Linked DNA regions of Mus musculus: regions 1, 2, 3 and 5 are each linked to region 4. Evidence: chromatin contacts called from public HiChIP or PLAC-seq data. All regions are on one chromosome and are shown on one strand. The core of a region is the stretch at or near the end of the contact, and the rest is flanking DNA. Distances in the headings are between cores, read along the strand shown.

Region 1 (2,700 bases), core at 93-2,592, 410 kb after region 4:
CTGGACAAGGGTCCCTTCTCTCCTCGAAGTCTCAACACCTCCCTAGCAAACCGGGGGAAGCACCAGCAAGGCCCAGCCTATGCTTGCTTGTATCACCTGGGCTCCAGGGCTTTGATTGACAGGCAGTCCTGGCTTAACGCATACTCACTAAGGTGGGACCCCTGGCGGCTCCATCTCCAAAAGGGTCCCCCAAAGACAGGCCCCACATGGGGAGCTTTTGGCGGGCCTGATTGCATGACAAACACCACGCATATTGAAACACTCTGGCAGTTTCCCGGTGCTCCCAGTCAAAGGCCTGACCCCTTTTGACCTCAAACATCTTATTAAAGCCCCCAGAGTTCCAGCCTCCGCGAGGGAGAGAACCAGCAATCCCTGGACCCATTCTCTTCCCTAATTCATTCAAGTAAGCCGGGCAGAGTGGGGCCTGGGCCTTTGATGTTAAAGGCCCCTAATTGGAAGGAAGTGAAGTGTTAGCCTGTCAGCCTTTTAGTCTCTCATCAAATACTTTAAGAGGTATCCACACAGTGCGTTCTCACACTGGTGCGGAGCAAGCGCGGAGTGGACTGCTTTCTGTTAAAATGTTTAAATTTTGCATCTGTCTAACATAAAGTTCACCACACATGTCACTGTTCCTGGTGGGTTCTCTCCCTACCTTCCTCCTTTCCCTTCCCTGGGGTGCTGGAGGGGGCGGGGGGGGGCGGCTTGTCTCGAAGCCCACAGCTCACCCACAGGAGAGGAAGGTGGCGGCAGGAGCTAATTACCCACCCCAGACACAGGCCTGCAAGCTCCTGGTTGGGGCCTCTCTCGTGGAGCCCCTTTGATCTCCCTGTTTGGGATTGTGTCACTCCCCAGGAATGTGGCTCTCCCCCCACCCCAGCATCCCCCAGTGTAACCCTTTAGTCTCGCCTCTTCATTTCACAGCGAGCACCCCTGAAAGGGAAAGTGACTTGCTCAGGTTTTTGTTGTTGTTTGTTTGTTTGTTTGTTTGTTTTCAGGGAGCTGGTGGCGGAGTCAGGTCCATAAGTTAATACTTCTGACCCCAGAAAAGGGACAGTCTCTGCGTCCATCCCTTTGCTTCTCTTCAGTCAAAGGGGGTGGTGGTGTGAGCAGCTGCAATTTGAGAGAATTTACATATAATCCCTAGAGTCCTGAACAATAGACTGGATTAAGTCACCCCAGGGGGCAGAGGGCCCAGCCCGAGGGTGCAAAATAGACGCACTGCTTCTTGTCCTCATAGAGTGACTCCCCACTGGGAGAGAAGGCAGGCTTGCACTCTTGGTTTGACACCGCAGAGAAGGCAATAGAGACAGAAGTCTCACACAGAACCTGTGATCAACAGGTCACTCCGGTATGTATGTTGGGGGCGTGGCAGGAAGTATAGTCCCCCTCCACCCACAACAAGGGCTAGAAAGGGGAAGTGCCCCCATCCTTCCGGGCAAACCCCAGGGCGTGATGAGACGGTGGGTGGGAGAGGAAAGCAGAAATCTCCTTTCTAAGCGTCTGACACCTTGAGGCATTAGAATAGCAGAACTTTCCTGGGCTCTCCAGCATCAAGTTCCCCAGTGTTTCTGCCAGGGATGGAATGCAAACCCAGGGGCAAGCGCCCCCCTACCCCCTCCCCCCCCCCCCCCCGCCAATCCAGAACACTGGGCTCACGAGTCCTTTGGACTCACGTGAGAGATAGTGTCTAACTTTCTCAGGGTTGATGCAGAGACTAGAGACCAGTCTACCTCATAAGGCTCCTTGAGGTCTCTACAGGGGCCATTGTGTGGAGTAGCACCAATTAGCTATTAAACAGCCAGAGAAAAGCCCCTTCTTGATTTGATTTTCTGCAGTTGGACTCTGCGAAGCCAAAATCTGAAGCAACTCAACTTTGTTTAGCTCATTTCTGGCCCTAAGGTTCCTTCCTTTGATTTACAAATGCAAATGAATTGATGATTATTTTGAGCAAACTCTTTCACTTACTCCTTTACTCAAACCATACTCATTGATCCCTGCTTGAGGCTAGAATGGGAGACCTCACACCCAGTGGTTTTATATCACTACCTTCTGTAAAATGGTGATTGGCAGGAGCTAGTACCAGCTGTGTTCTGGCTTTGCTTGACTTATTTATTTATTTATTTATTTATTTATTTATTTTCAAGACAGGAGCTCACATAGTTCAGGCTGGCCTTGAACTTGCAGAAACCTCTCAAGTTCTGGGTTTATAGGCATGCAGTGTCGTGCCTAGCCAAACCATAATATCTGTTATTTTTCGTATGAGGATTAAAAAATGGTCAAAGGGGGCTGCGGTGCCCATCCTGGGCCTTTGCTCATTTGATTATGGTGGTAGATCATTCCTACCTGACACATTCTGACCTTGTGTAGTTCTTTACATTTTAGACACTGTTTCTTCCTTGCGTTCATGACTGGACTTCTCCATGGGGATAGAGGGTGTGCCTGACCAATAATTTTCCAGGCACAAGCACGGTGGTGAACTAGAATTGATGGAAAGGGAAGATCAGCCTTCACCAGCAAAGCTCCCAACTTGGCTATGTGGTAGAGGACACAGAGTTTGAGAACTGAGTTGAATTTGGCAACATTTGTCTCTGAGATCTGACAGCCTAAGGGAAGAGTTCAAGCAGGCAATGGTGGCCTGGGCAGCAGTAAGCAAGCGCCAGGCCTGCCCAGTAAACCCTTTTATCTGCTGGACAGTCACCT
Region 2 (2,721 bases), core at 161-2,660, 480 kb after region 4:
AGATGATGGAACCAAGCCATAAGTTCAGAAATGATCATTGATGCTGCCAAGTATGGCAGAGACATGGAACTCCAACATAAGAAGAGCCTTGAAGGATGGGTAAGTCCATCCATACAACAGACAGCAGGTGCATCTTTCAAGGTCACACAGCTTGTAAGTGACCAAGCTTTTTTGTCTCTCTACTCTAAGATCTTTAGTAGTTCCTTAGCAGTTAGTTGAGGTGCATTAGTTATCTATCTACTACCCCCATATCAGATAACCCCAAACTGTGGTTCAAACCATAAATGTTGACTAAATCACCTTTTCAACAGGTCAGGAACTCACCGAGTAGATAGGCTGAGCAGTCATGTGTTGTGATTGAACTGAGTTAGCAGTCAATAGGGACATGCCATCTCTGGCTTGGCTGTGGCACTGTGTCTTCAAGTTCTATCAGGTGGTTTTTGGCAGAGGGGCTCTGGTATGTGTGGGCTTTGGGCAGGTAGCTTTGTTTCTTCCTCAAGTGGATTCTCCACAAGGCTCTTGAGTTTCCTCAAAACATGGCAGGTATCTTCCGCCAAAGTAAGGTGTGGGTAGATAGCATCTGCAGTACCTATGATGACATGTGTCATACATTGTCACCTGCTTTGGCCAGTTGGCAGTGGGTCAGTGCATTCTTCTCCCTTGAAGGCAGAGGTTACTGCTGCTTCGTGATGGGGAGTTTCCATGCACATTTGCATCTATCTCAGCAACAGAAATGGAGCCTATATCCTGGCATCAGGGCTGAGATGATCACATACCTCACTGTCTTCAGGCATCAAAGAAATGGTATGGCACTTCATGTCAATGGTAACTCAGTTAGCCCATCACAAGGTATGGTGGTGAGAGATCTGACCAAGACCTATCTCAACTAATTTCATTCATGACACTTCAAGGCTAGACACCCATTTACAGAGGACACCTCGAGTAGAGGGTGGGACACACTAGTGCTCACTACCTTGCCTAGTAACTTGTGAAATTCTCATCACCCAGATATCCAGTTCCATTTTACTACTTGTGAGAAGCTCGAGTGCCCGCTGTTCTGCCTCCAAAAGAATGTTTTCCCCACACTAGGAAATGCAAGAGGTTTTTACTAGTATGTTCATAGAGTTTAAAAAAATATGGGGAGAGTCCAGGGCTCCTGGATCAGACTGGCAAACACAAAGTGGCACCTCCCACCCCCCTCCACCCCCCCCCCCCACCACACCTCTTTACAACCCCAGTGAGGGCTTTTGGTCCAATAGTTTCATCCTAGGGGGCGTTGGGAGAGCTGGCAAATACTCTAAACAGATAAAAGATAATTGAACAAGGAGCGAGTGGTAAAGGGTGACAAAGTGCTATTTCCATTATAAGCTTATCTCAGTAAACTTTCTCAGAGCCCCGAGTTCCCGAGCAGGGTGTGGATTTGGCAATAGTAAAGAAACAGGCCAGGCCAGGAATGTCTGGGGAGCTAATGAAAGCCCCTGAAGTGGTTGACGTTCCTATCTCTGCTTTGGATCCCTGCCACCTTGACACAAATGTCAGACGGTGTTTAATTGGCAAACAGGGCTTCAAAGGGTTGCTGGGCCCTGCTCCCAAGGCCCCAGGGCCTGTTAATGTTTAATTGTCCTGTGCAAGGGCCCACTATTGCTCACAAGACTTGGGCATTTATTGCACTTTGCAAAAGCAGTATTATGAGGCTCCTTGTTCTGCGAGTGAGCCTTTTACAGACATGTCTTGGGTGTCCCTGGCTCACCTAACCCTTAAGAAGCAAAGTTACCAAGTTATCCACCAGGCCAGAGAGAAATACCTTCAAGTTGAAAATAGTGGAAACACTCCCTGTTCGCTAAGTTGGCCTGAAAATCCAGACGTATCCAGAGAACACTAGAAACATCAATGGGATGAGCTGAGGGTTTGGAGCAGAAGTGAAGGAGACTGAGGTTGAGGGGATTAAGCTGGATGGTAACTGGTTCTAGTGTAGATGGTGCTTGCTCTGTATGTGTGCAGCCCCACTGCAAAGGCGAAGGATGGTGCTTGCTCTGTATGTGTGCAGCCCCACTGCAAAGGCGAAGAGTTGATTTTCCTTCATTCCCTCCTCTGTCCCAAATAGCTATCTGTTTTAACATTATTCTTATAATCTAAAAAGTCAGAGAGACTGTCTTGGTGAGACTCTATTGCTTCTGTCTAATTGCACAGGGAGGAAGAAGAAATAACAAAAGACAAACACCCCTTCCCCCTACACGATGTGGAAACTCTGAATAAAAGACAGGCTTCCAACTTTTGACGACTGAAAACCGCACTTTGAATTGAATATGAATGATTTCTTTGAGTTGTCAATTGAATTCAATTCAACTGAATACATCTTCTTGGAGGGGGCACTAAGCCTTCATAGCAAACAATCCCTTTGGCTTCGCATGAGTGCTGCTTAGAGAACGAGTCTCTGTTAAATTGTGGAAATGCATTGGGTCGTTGTTTCAGTCATCCTTCTGCTGATTGTGAATCTCTCTCTAAAGAATGTAAAGAGAAATATCTAATTACACCACTTATATCAGAATGGTGAGGCGTATATTTATCCTGTTTGTTAATTACATATGTCACAGCTAAAGACCACACATCAGCTAATGTCAACAGCAGCTCGAAGGGCCTGGTAAGCATCAAAAGGGAGGTGAATACCAAATTAAAAAACAAAATCCAGCAGACTGACTAAGAAAGTATGTATATTCTTAA
Region 3 (2,700 bases), core at 45-2,544, 300 kb after region 4:
TGGGGATTTAAACAAAAGTATTTGTCCTTTTGTTTTCAAGGCAAACAAGTGCTCCTACCCACTGGGCTATCTTTCCAGCCTGAACCCAGTGCTTTGTGCGTGGCAGGCAAGCCCTCTCTAACAGAGCTATATCGCCAGCCACAATTTGGTGACCTTTAACTATAGGACAACACCCTTGTCAGGGCCTGATTGCTTTCTTACTGTCAATGGAGAATTTATCCTTTCAAAGAGGCATTTTGGGATGAAGCCTAGGGGCTGGATGCAGGGGCTTCGACCTATGTGCTAGTTACAGCCTAGTTAATTGTAGGGTACTGGAGCATCGGAGGTTCTTCTTGTCCTGGTGTCCCAGTGCAAACTTTGTATGGCGAGATCTGCTGTCACCTCCACACATGTGGTTTGTGACCTGCTCCTTCTGAGAAGACTGCGAGTAAGGGGAGACCTGCTGTAGTGAACTTGAAACTATTTTCCACCTGGAGTGAGAGAGAGAGTAGACTCCAGAGAAGGAAAATGAGCAAATGAACACTTACTGGTTTGGATTTTTGGTATGCAGGTCCTATACCGGTGCAAGAAGAGGGTGTCTATGCTCACAAACATTTATGCATACACATGTGAATGTAAGGAGTGGGGCAGGGGAGGAAATGACTCCAGCTTGCCTTGGGCACATAAGGCAAGGTCTCCTCTGGCTGTCCTCCATAAGCAACCCGCTTCTGCATGCATGCAGGAGAGGGTCACCCGGCCTGCGCATCAGAGGAAGAATTCTCCTGTCTGGCTGGAGAGGAGACAGTGCATGAAAAATGGTGGCAAAAGGTCAGGAGGCGAAGGCAAGTGAGAAACACTTTCATCTATTATCCGGGGTCAACGGGCTCCCTCCCATCAGGGAACCTTGAGGCCCAATGAATGGCCCATTGCGGGAGGTGCGGTATTGTGTGCACCAGGAGCCTCACATCACAATCCCCAGCCTGGGACAATAGCGCCTAAGAAAGTGGTGGGTGGCTCGCCTCGCCTCCCAGGGGCCTGCCTCTTCTTATCAAAGGCCTTTCACCGCAACGCCCCAGCCTGCTTGGGAAGAGGCAGTGTTTGTCCAATAACACGAAGGCGCTTCAGACTCCTTCCAAATTCCCGGTCATGGCGATTAGGTCGGCGTGCATTGAATTTCATCCAGAACCAGTGTGGGGTTCTCAGCTGTTGTCGCTCCCCAGAAGCTGCACATATTCTTTACGTTGTCTGAAGAACAACACATTCCTGTTTAAAATAAAGCCCAAATCCTGCGGTGAGAAGGAGACTCGCATTCCTTCAGAGGATGCCTGCGGGGCTACACATACATCGAGCCACAGGCAGCCCTGTCTCAGTGTTGTAGGGAGCAGATTCTGGCTCAGGCAAACCTCAGTTTCTTCCTCGACCTTTCTCATCACATGACCCGTGACTGTAGCAGCGATTCTCAACCTGGTGTCAGGACTCTTAACAGAAAACACGTATTTCCGATACTCGTAGGAATCCTCTAAACGTATTATTTTTTTCTACTTCATTTTTGCCACGGAGTGGTGTCTCAGTTCCTAAGTCCGTTTGTAAATATGTGTTTTCTAATGATTGCGACCCACAGGTTGAGAACCACTGCTTTAGAGTCTCTGGTAAGTGTGCTGTGAGGCTGAGGAGGTGACTCGATTAATTGGGCTCATTCTTGTTTCCTTTGAAATACGAGGGGACGGAGAGGTGGTTCGGTACTTGAAGTGCTTACTGTGCAAGGACTGAATTCAAACCCCCGGCACCCATAAAAGGTCAGGTATGGGAGGCAGTACGCGCCTCACTGACTAGAGACAACCCAGGATGCCCGGCAGTCCCCGTGCTTCTTCTCAACCCATTTTTAGATGAAGCCTGAAAAACAGGGAGGAAGTGGCCAGGTATGTGATTCAAGGGTAATCGTCATAGCCAACACAGGGTCTAGACTCTCAGATCTCCAAATGGATCATGCATGTCAGCCTTCAGGTTCAGCTCAGGGACATAAGTGGGGACTCCCTTGGTAGCAGGACTTTACTGGAGGATGCGATTGTCTGAAAGTGGAGGGCAGGTTTTATATAGTGAGCACGGGGCCTTGTAAATCACTCTCCTGAACCATAAGTTAGTAATTTCCTCAGCAAGCCTGTTGAGTGCCAGGCCCTGCAAAGGAACAGAAGAAATAAACAAACATGTAAAATAGGACTTGGTCTCTTCCCATGATTGTGACAAATGAATATATAGATGAATACAAACATGTATGGTGAGCATTATGAAAGAGCATCCCACAGACTCTTGGAGCGTCAGTATCTTGAAGGAAGGATTATAATAGAATTTACTGCCAGATCACAGGATCAAATCTATAGTAGTATAGACCTAATCAGGCATACAAGCAGTATACTAGACCGGACTCTGTTACTCGAGTTCATGTCTACCCAGAACCAGAATATGGCTTCATCTAGAAATAGCATTTTTTTTGCAGATATAATTAGTTCTAATGAAGTCATTTTGATATTTTTATACAAAGGCAGAGTCAGAGTCTGGAGTGAGGCTGTTACAAGCCAAGGATCTCAGCCCACCACCCCAAACCAGGAGAACCACATGGAATACATTCTCCCTTAGTATCTATCTCCAGAGAGTGACAATCATTACACTTTTGGGACTTGGGCTTCCTTTAACTGTAAGAGGATACATTTCTTTTGTTTTAAG
Region 4 (2,700 bases), core at 121-2,620:
CAGTTGTTAGCACTCCACTCTTCTCCCTGCCACGTGACAGCCCCTGACCTCAGCCAGAGACCAGAAGAGCTTTCTGACAGGCAGGCTAAAGGGCAGGCCACAAGGGAGACCTGATCAACTAGCAGGCAGGTGGAGTCCCACTATAGTGGTTCATGGAGATGAACCCCACAGTCAGACACTCAGAGAAATAGGATTGGAAGCATGGTAGAAACACACACACACACACACACACATGAGCACATGCTGCAGTGCATGCAAAGATACTTGCCAAAAAGACTGGACGTGGAGGTCATCCTGGCCACGGCGGAAAAGACTCATTTTTCCCGATTGTGAATCACAGAAACAAAGTCCCGGGAGGTCCTGGGGCATCACATCCTCATTCCTGAGAGAGCAGAACCAAGCTTCCCAGGAGCCTAGGTGAGCATGAGGCAGCTTAGAAAGGTGTGACAGAACCTCTTTCTAATCTACTTTGCCCCAAGACTCCTGCCACCTGGAGTTTTATAGCCCCTGCTGTAGATGGTAGTGCACAAAATTTCCTCAGTGCATCATCTTGGGCTCACTGAAGCCTTCTTGGTTAACACCTAAAGACCCCTCTTCCCTCTCCCCAGCTAGCCAATGGGCAAAGCCATCACCACACCACCTAATAGCTGGTTCCAAGTGCCTAGACAGCTGGGCTGATCTCTCCTTCAGTTGTCACAGTGCACACATTCACACACCATTATTGTCCTGATTCACAGATGGGAATGGCAAGGCCAAGAATTGGTTCATCCTTCATTCCACAGATGTTTGGGAATGTTGAGTACAGGCGAGGCTGGGGTTCAGCTGGTCTGTGAGCCCTACCCTCTTAGAGGCTCTGGCGCCTGTCTGAGGACGGGTCCCTGAGGGTAAAACTAACCAAGCCAGAGAAGGCGCAGGAGCCCAAGAAATCTCAGCTGCCTCCCCTGAGATAAGAGTGCTTTGTTGTGCAGGCTATTTCCTGCACTGAGGAATTCCATCTTCAGTTGTTGCACAACTGACCCTGGAAATGTCAAGAATGGTGGCTATTATTTATTAATGAGCTAACCATCTGCATGGCTACACACACACACACACACACACACACCAGCTATAAGCCTGGGACCATAAAAGGGTCTCTCAGTTTGTTAACACTGATGGTTAGAGTATAAGAGCCTCCCTCCATTGCAGGCCTACAGAGTGGCTCAGGATTGCTGGCCTGCTGTGGCCAGAGGAGATACTGCCTCATCCACCCATCAGCTCGTTTCCTGGGGCAACTGGCTTTACTGATTGGAACTCAGTTTTTGCAGGTCCTAAATGAGGACAATGGTCATAGTGCTGCCTATCTCGAGGGTTGGCGGAATGTGAGCAATGTGAGATTCCACAATGCACCAAACAGACGGCAGGGCTTTGTCCTGACTCCATGGGGCAGCAGCAGTCCCCTCTTGAGAAAACTACTTCCAGTTTTTATCTTAGAGGTTCTTTTTTAATCCAGTGCTCAGAAAACACAATTTGTATTATGCTGGTCACAGTTTCCGTGGTCTTGGCTCTTGCTTGTTGGTAGAACTTGGCACCTGTTTTGTTATAAAGAACAAGTGATCAAAAGGACAAGAGCGCACAGTAAGGACAGTGAAACAAAGGCTTGGTTTGAAAGGCAGACAAATCAGCCAGGAGCCTTACTTACACTAGGGAGGCCTGCAGAAAGCTGTCCACCCATAGGAAAGATCTTTCATCCTGGCATTGCTGCTCAAAAGAAAAAAAAACAATGTTTGCTGGTCTGAAAGCCTCATCAAAACCATTCTGAAACAAGAAATCCCAGGTTTCCTGAGTATATTCTTCCCAGGCCTCCTCATGTGAGCAGGCTAATTGTCTCTCTGTCATGGGCTAAACAGCGTCAGCTTACCCAATCCTTCCCGCACGCCATCTATGTTTTTCAGATGAGGAAGTGAGGGCCCAAAGAGGATAAGTCACTTGGTCAGTGTTACTCAGATAACAGCAGAGAATGACCAGGAAGGCAGGATCGGAAGTCTTCCAAGCCCATGTGCTGCAACAAAACTCACTGCTTCTCTTCTGAAGGAAAGGATCCGTTTTGTACCTGGTGACACCTGGATAAACACCAGGTGACAGGGACGGGCAGAGTGAGAGGAGCCTATCAACCGTGACATCCCACACTAGGCCAGAGCTTGTATACCAAGGCTCAGATTTATGGCAAGTCATTTAGAACTTGCTATTTCCTCCACCAACAAAGCCTTGCTTTTCCAGAAGGAACCACCCCAGGGTTCCTTGAATAATGAGCTCTAAAATAGTACTCACCATAACTTTCCAGGAACACAATCTGCTTGCAGGAAGTGGAGGGTGGGGGGACACTATATACTAGGGAATGCAGCTATGCCAGGGTCTCTCGCAGGCCAGAGGCAATCCTCAGAGGCCACCTTAACAGGACAAATCTTTCAGCCACTCTAACTTGTGAATAGCTGTTGCATAGCCAACGGACTCTTTTCTTTATCTCTCATACCAATATACCATCCCTGTCCTGTAAGTGATGCCTAACTCAAGTTTTCATTTCCAGTGACATACAGAAAGGAGCACCTACCCCAGATCACCCTACCCCAGGTCACACTACAGAGAGTCTTTACTTGAGAGTCAATGTTCAAGCATATGACCCAGAAATTTCACTTCCGTGTGTGTGTGTGTGTGTGAATGTAT
Region 5 (2,700 bases), core at 59-2,558, 350 kb after region 4:
CTCTGTGAGCCCTTATGAGCCCTGCTTAGTTGATTCTGTGGGAGTGGTCTCTTGATGTCCTCAATTCCTCTGGCTCCTACAGTTCTTCCTCTTCTCTTCTATGAGATCCCCCAAGCTCTCCCTAATGTTTGGTTTGTGGCTCTCTGAATCTTCTCCCATCAGTTGCTGAATGAAGCCTCTCTGATGACAATTGGAGTAGGCACCTTGTTAGGAGTTATTTTACTGACTTTTGTCTTTGGCCAGGAACCTGATCTTGTCTTCTTTGATTTTTCATGAGATAAGTGACCCTTGCCTTTTGCATTATGTTTTTAACTATCTGTATTTCCTGTTGGGGAAATCTCCATCTCCCAGTCTACTGTATATATTGGGTATGTATCTACTTTCCACCTTCACCATGGCAGAACTGATTTTGATTCTGTTCACCTAAAACCCTATAAGCCAATGCCAGAATGCACTCACTAGATCAGCTCAGGACTCTTGCTTCCCCAGGCATAGAAAAGTGAGAATTCTTGGTGAACACTTCAAGGTACAGACAGCCTGGGTCCCCAGAAGGTGTTCACAATAGGCTGGGCTTTACCTTTTGCTCTGTTTTGCAGGGTTGTGCTTTCTCTGTGCTTTGCATAGTAGCTTTCCAGAACCCAGGAGAACCTAGAGGAAGAGCTGCTGGAGACAGCACAAAGCTGGCCAAATGCTCAAACTCTGCATGTGCAGACGGCCTTGCACTTGGATATTTGGAATCTTCTGGATGCCTGATCATTTTTGCTCTCACTTAGACACTTGAAAGGAAAGGCAGAGGGTTGTGAAAAGTGGACATAAGTAAAGGTAATAGTTACTAATAAGTAAATCACAGATTGCTCAGTTAATTTTAGTTAAATAGATATCATCTGTTATAGATAATAGTGTCAACAAGCATGACTACTGCTCTGTGGTACTTGTCATTCATGAGGCATCATGTGTGTGACTGTATGATACAGTATCTGGGAGGCATATATTACCATGTCTAGTTCACACAAGTAGACACAAACCCAGGGACGGTACCCAATGAGGACAGAGATAACCTTTTGAATCAAATGGAATTCATCTGTGAAACTTTATAACTATTGACTTTGGACCATGTTCCAGACACTGTGCTAAACCCAAGAGAAAAAAAAAAAAGGTGTGTGTGTGTGTGTGTGTGTGTTGTCATCTAAAAGTTTAACAAGGTAGACACATGGAAATTTGGAAAAAGCATGGTAAGAGGTGAGCCACAAAACCAGGATGCTGGGTGAGTCAGGAGGCAGACTCCTAGGCAGACACTGGTCATCTGAGGTACTTCTTGGAAGAGATGGCCTTTCAATGATGCATTTAAGAAGGACTAGATAAGATTAGTCAGGCAGAAGAATGGTGTAAATATTGAATAGTTAGAACAAATTGAAACGGATAGGTTAATCTCTAGGATTTAAAATTACAAGTAAAATCTCCTAACCTATTTATTTGTAAGTGAACTGAATCTTTCATAAAATTTAAGAAAAAACAAAAACAACCCCTCAAAACTGAAACAAGACAAAAAACCTAACCCCCCAGAAAATGAAACAAAACAAAACAAAACAATTCCCACCAACTTTGATAATCTCTTGTTTTAAAGAGTTGAGCCAAAGACAGTGTGTGAGATAAAAGCTTAAGAGATACTGTCAGACCCACCAGTGAGCTAAAACCAGGCATCAGAAGAACAGATGTTTTGGGAGTTATCCAGGAGAGGAGGACTATCACGGAGCGAATGGCTATTGAATGAGGAGGATGGAGCTAGTTGGAGATAGGAGGGAATGAATGGCTGTTGCTCTGGGTAAGCTGGGCAGAGTCAAAGGCTCAGCCTTTTGGAGCATCAAACACAAATGTTTGGTTTGTGGAGAGGAATGATCAACCCAGAACACTAGGACAATATGTAGATTGGTGTGCTACACACCTATCATGATTATGGTCCCAGATATCTTACAGAAATGGATTTTTGGAGATCAAAAATAAGGATATTATCTGGGCCTTGACAGTTTTGACAGAAAACATCCTTCAAATTTGCAAGACATGTCACATCTTCTCCAAGTGTTGTCTTTTCTTGGGCCTGTTACTGTCATTTCACTCTTCAGAACTGCTTTGTTAATTGATTGACTGTTAGTGAGGAGTAATCCCTACCCACTTCTTAGTAACCAACAAGGTTTTCTGTTGTACACTTGGGTGAAAGAATAGGAGACTTTCAGCCTTTTCCAGTCTTTCTAAAGCTCTCTAGTCTTCCTGATAATCCTTAAGGTTTTTGTTTTTGTTTTTGCACTCAGGAAGCAGACCAAGTAGGATCTCTGTGAGGCCAGCCTGGTGTACATAATGACATCCAGGACAACCAGAGGTATAGAGAGGGACCCTGTCTCAAAAAACAAAAAGACCAAACCAAACCATAATTATATGTCATTGTGATTTACTACAGACCTGAACACTAATGCAAAACAAAAGAAAGTGCCCATCACAGTTCAGCTAATGTGCATAGATCAATATCTATCTATCTATCTATCTATCTATCTATCTATCTATCTATCTATCTAGCACTGTGTGAGTTAAGGGGGTGATATGCTCTGTGGGACTGTAAGGAATTGATGACAACTTGATTAGAATTAAAGAGGAATGTCTGAGAGGACTGGGGCATTTTTGAGACTGGTGATCATGAGACGACTATTG

The links. HiChIP or PLAC-seq counts read pairs in DNA pulled down with a chosen protein or histone mark.
Region 1: an H3K27ac HiChIP or PLAC-seq map of trophoblast stem cells shows a contact between it and region 4, with 2.6 times the contacts expected there. The contact joins two enhancer-like sites. A contact is called at or near these places in 5 of 115 datasets of contacts at active chromatin or transcription factors (embryonic stem cells, extraembryonic endoderm stem cells, stem cell-derived epiblast-like cells and 1 more).
Region 2: an H3K27ac HiChIP or PLAC-seq map of extraembryonic endoderm stem cells shows a contact between it and region 4. The contact joins two enhancer-like sites. A contact is called at or near these places in 1 of 484 Hi-C or Micro-C datasets (liver), 1 of 115 datasets of contacts at active chromatin or transcription factors (extraembryonic endoderm stem cells) and 1 of 9 other capture datasets (embryonic stem cells).
Region 3: an H3K27ac HiChIP or PLAC-seq map of extraembryonic endoderm stem cells shows a contact between it and region 4. The contact joins two enhancer-like sites. A contact is called at or near these places in 2 of 39 promoter capture datasets (embryonic stem cells and pre-B cells) and 5 of 115 datasets of contacts at active chromatin or transcription factors (embryonic stem cells, extraembryonic endoderm stem cells and trophoblast stem cells).
Region 5: a contact with region 4 is called in an H3K27ac HiChIP or PLAC-seq map of extraembryonic endoderm stem cells. The contact joins two enhancer-like sites. A contact is called at or near these places in 1 of 15 datasets of contacts at CTCF or cohesin (embryonic stem cells), 14 of 484 Hi-C or Micro-C datasets (embryonic stem cells, extraembryonic endoderm stem cells, olfactory sensory neurons and 1 more), 5 of 115 datasets of contacts at active chromatin or transcription factors (differentiating embryonic stem cells, embryonic stem cells, extraembryonic endoderm stem cells and 1 more) and 1 of 9 other capture datasets (embryonic stem cells).

Annotation. Positions count from the first base shown.
Region 1 is chr12:12,579,548-12,582,247 of GRCm38.p6, reverse strand. No RefSeq gene overlaps it. Among named protein-coding and RNA genes, the nearest start is that of Gm34637, 89 kb to the left of the region's middle. Within about 2 kb of position 1,342, at least 118 of the 459 cell types and tissues checked have an H3K27ac peak or open chromatin away from gene starts, as enhancers often do. A contact at or near this core is called in trophoblast stem cells, where this site is marked.
Region 2 is chr12:12,508,195-12,510,915 of GRCm38.p6, reverse strand. The region is part of intron 2 of Gm34489 (a long non-coding RNA gene); the gene reads right to left. Among named protein-coding and RNA genes, the nearest start is that of Gm34489, 89 kb to the right of the region's middle. Within about 2 kb of position 1,410, at least 39 of the 459 cell types and tissues checked have an H3K27ac peak or open chromatin away from gene starts, as enhancers often do. A contact at or near this core is called in extraembryonic endoderm stem cells, where this site is marked.
Region 3 is chr12:12,692,580-12,695,279 of GRCm38.p6, reverse strand. It overlaps Gm34696 (a long non-coding RNA gene), which reads left to right. Exons shown (of 6, transcript XR_872489.1): 4 at 1-2,700. Among named protein-coding and RNA genes, the nearest start is that of Gm25538, 6.1 kb to the left of the region's middle. Within about 2 kb of position 1,294, at least 21 of the 459 cell types and tissues checked have an H3K27ac peak or open chromatin away from gene starts, as enhancers often do. A contact at or near this core is called in extraembryonic endoderm stem cells, where this site is marked.
Region 4 is chr12:12,992,696-12,995,395 of GRCm38.p6, reverse strand. Gm35208 (a long non-coding RNA gene) reads right to left here. Exons shown (of 4, transcript XR_381277.3): 2 at 1,898-2,099; 3 at 1,679-1,737; 4 at 1,047-1,568. Among named protein-coding and RNA genes, the nearest start is that of Gm35208, 6.7 kb to the right of the region's middle. Within about 2 kb of position 1,370, at least 56 of the 459 cell types and tissues checked have an H3K27ac peak or open chromatin away from gene starts, as enhancers often do. A contact at or near this core is called in extraembryonic endoderm stem cells and trophoblast stem cells, where this site is marked.
Region 5 is chr12:12,638,984-12,641,683 of GRCm38.p6, reverse strand. No RefSeq gene overlaps it. Among named protein-coding and RNA genes, the nearest start is that of Gm34637, 30 kb to the left of the region's middle. Within about 2 kb of position 1,308, at least 1 of the 459 cell types and tissues checked has an H3K27ac peak or open chromatin away from gene starts, as enhancers often do. A contact at or near this core is called in extraembryonic endoderm stem cells, where this site is marked.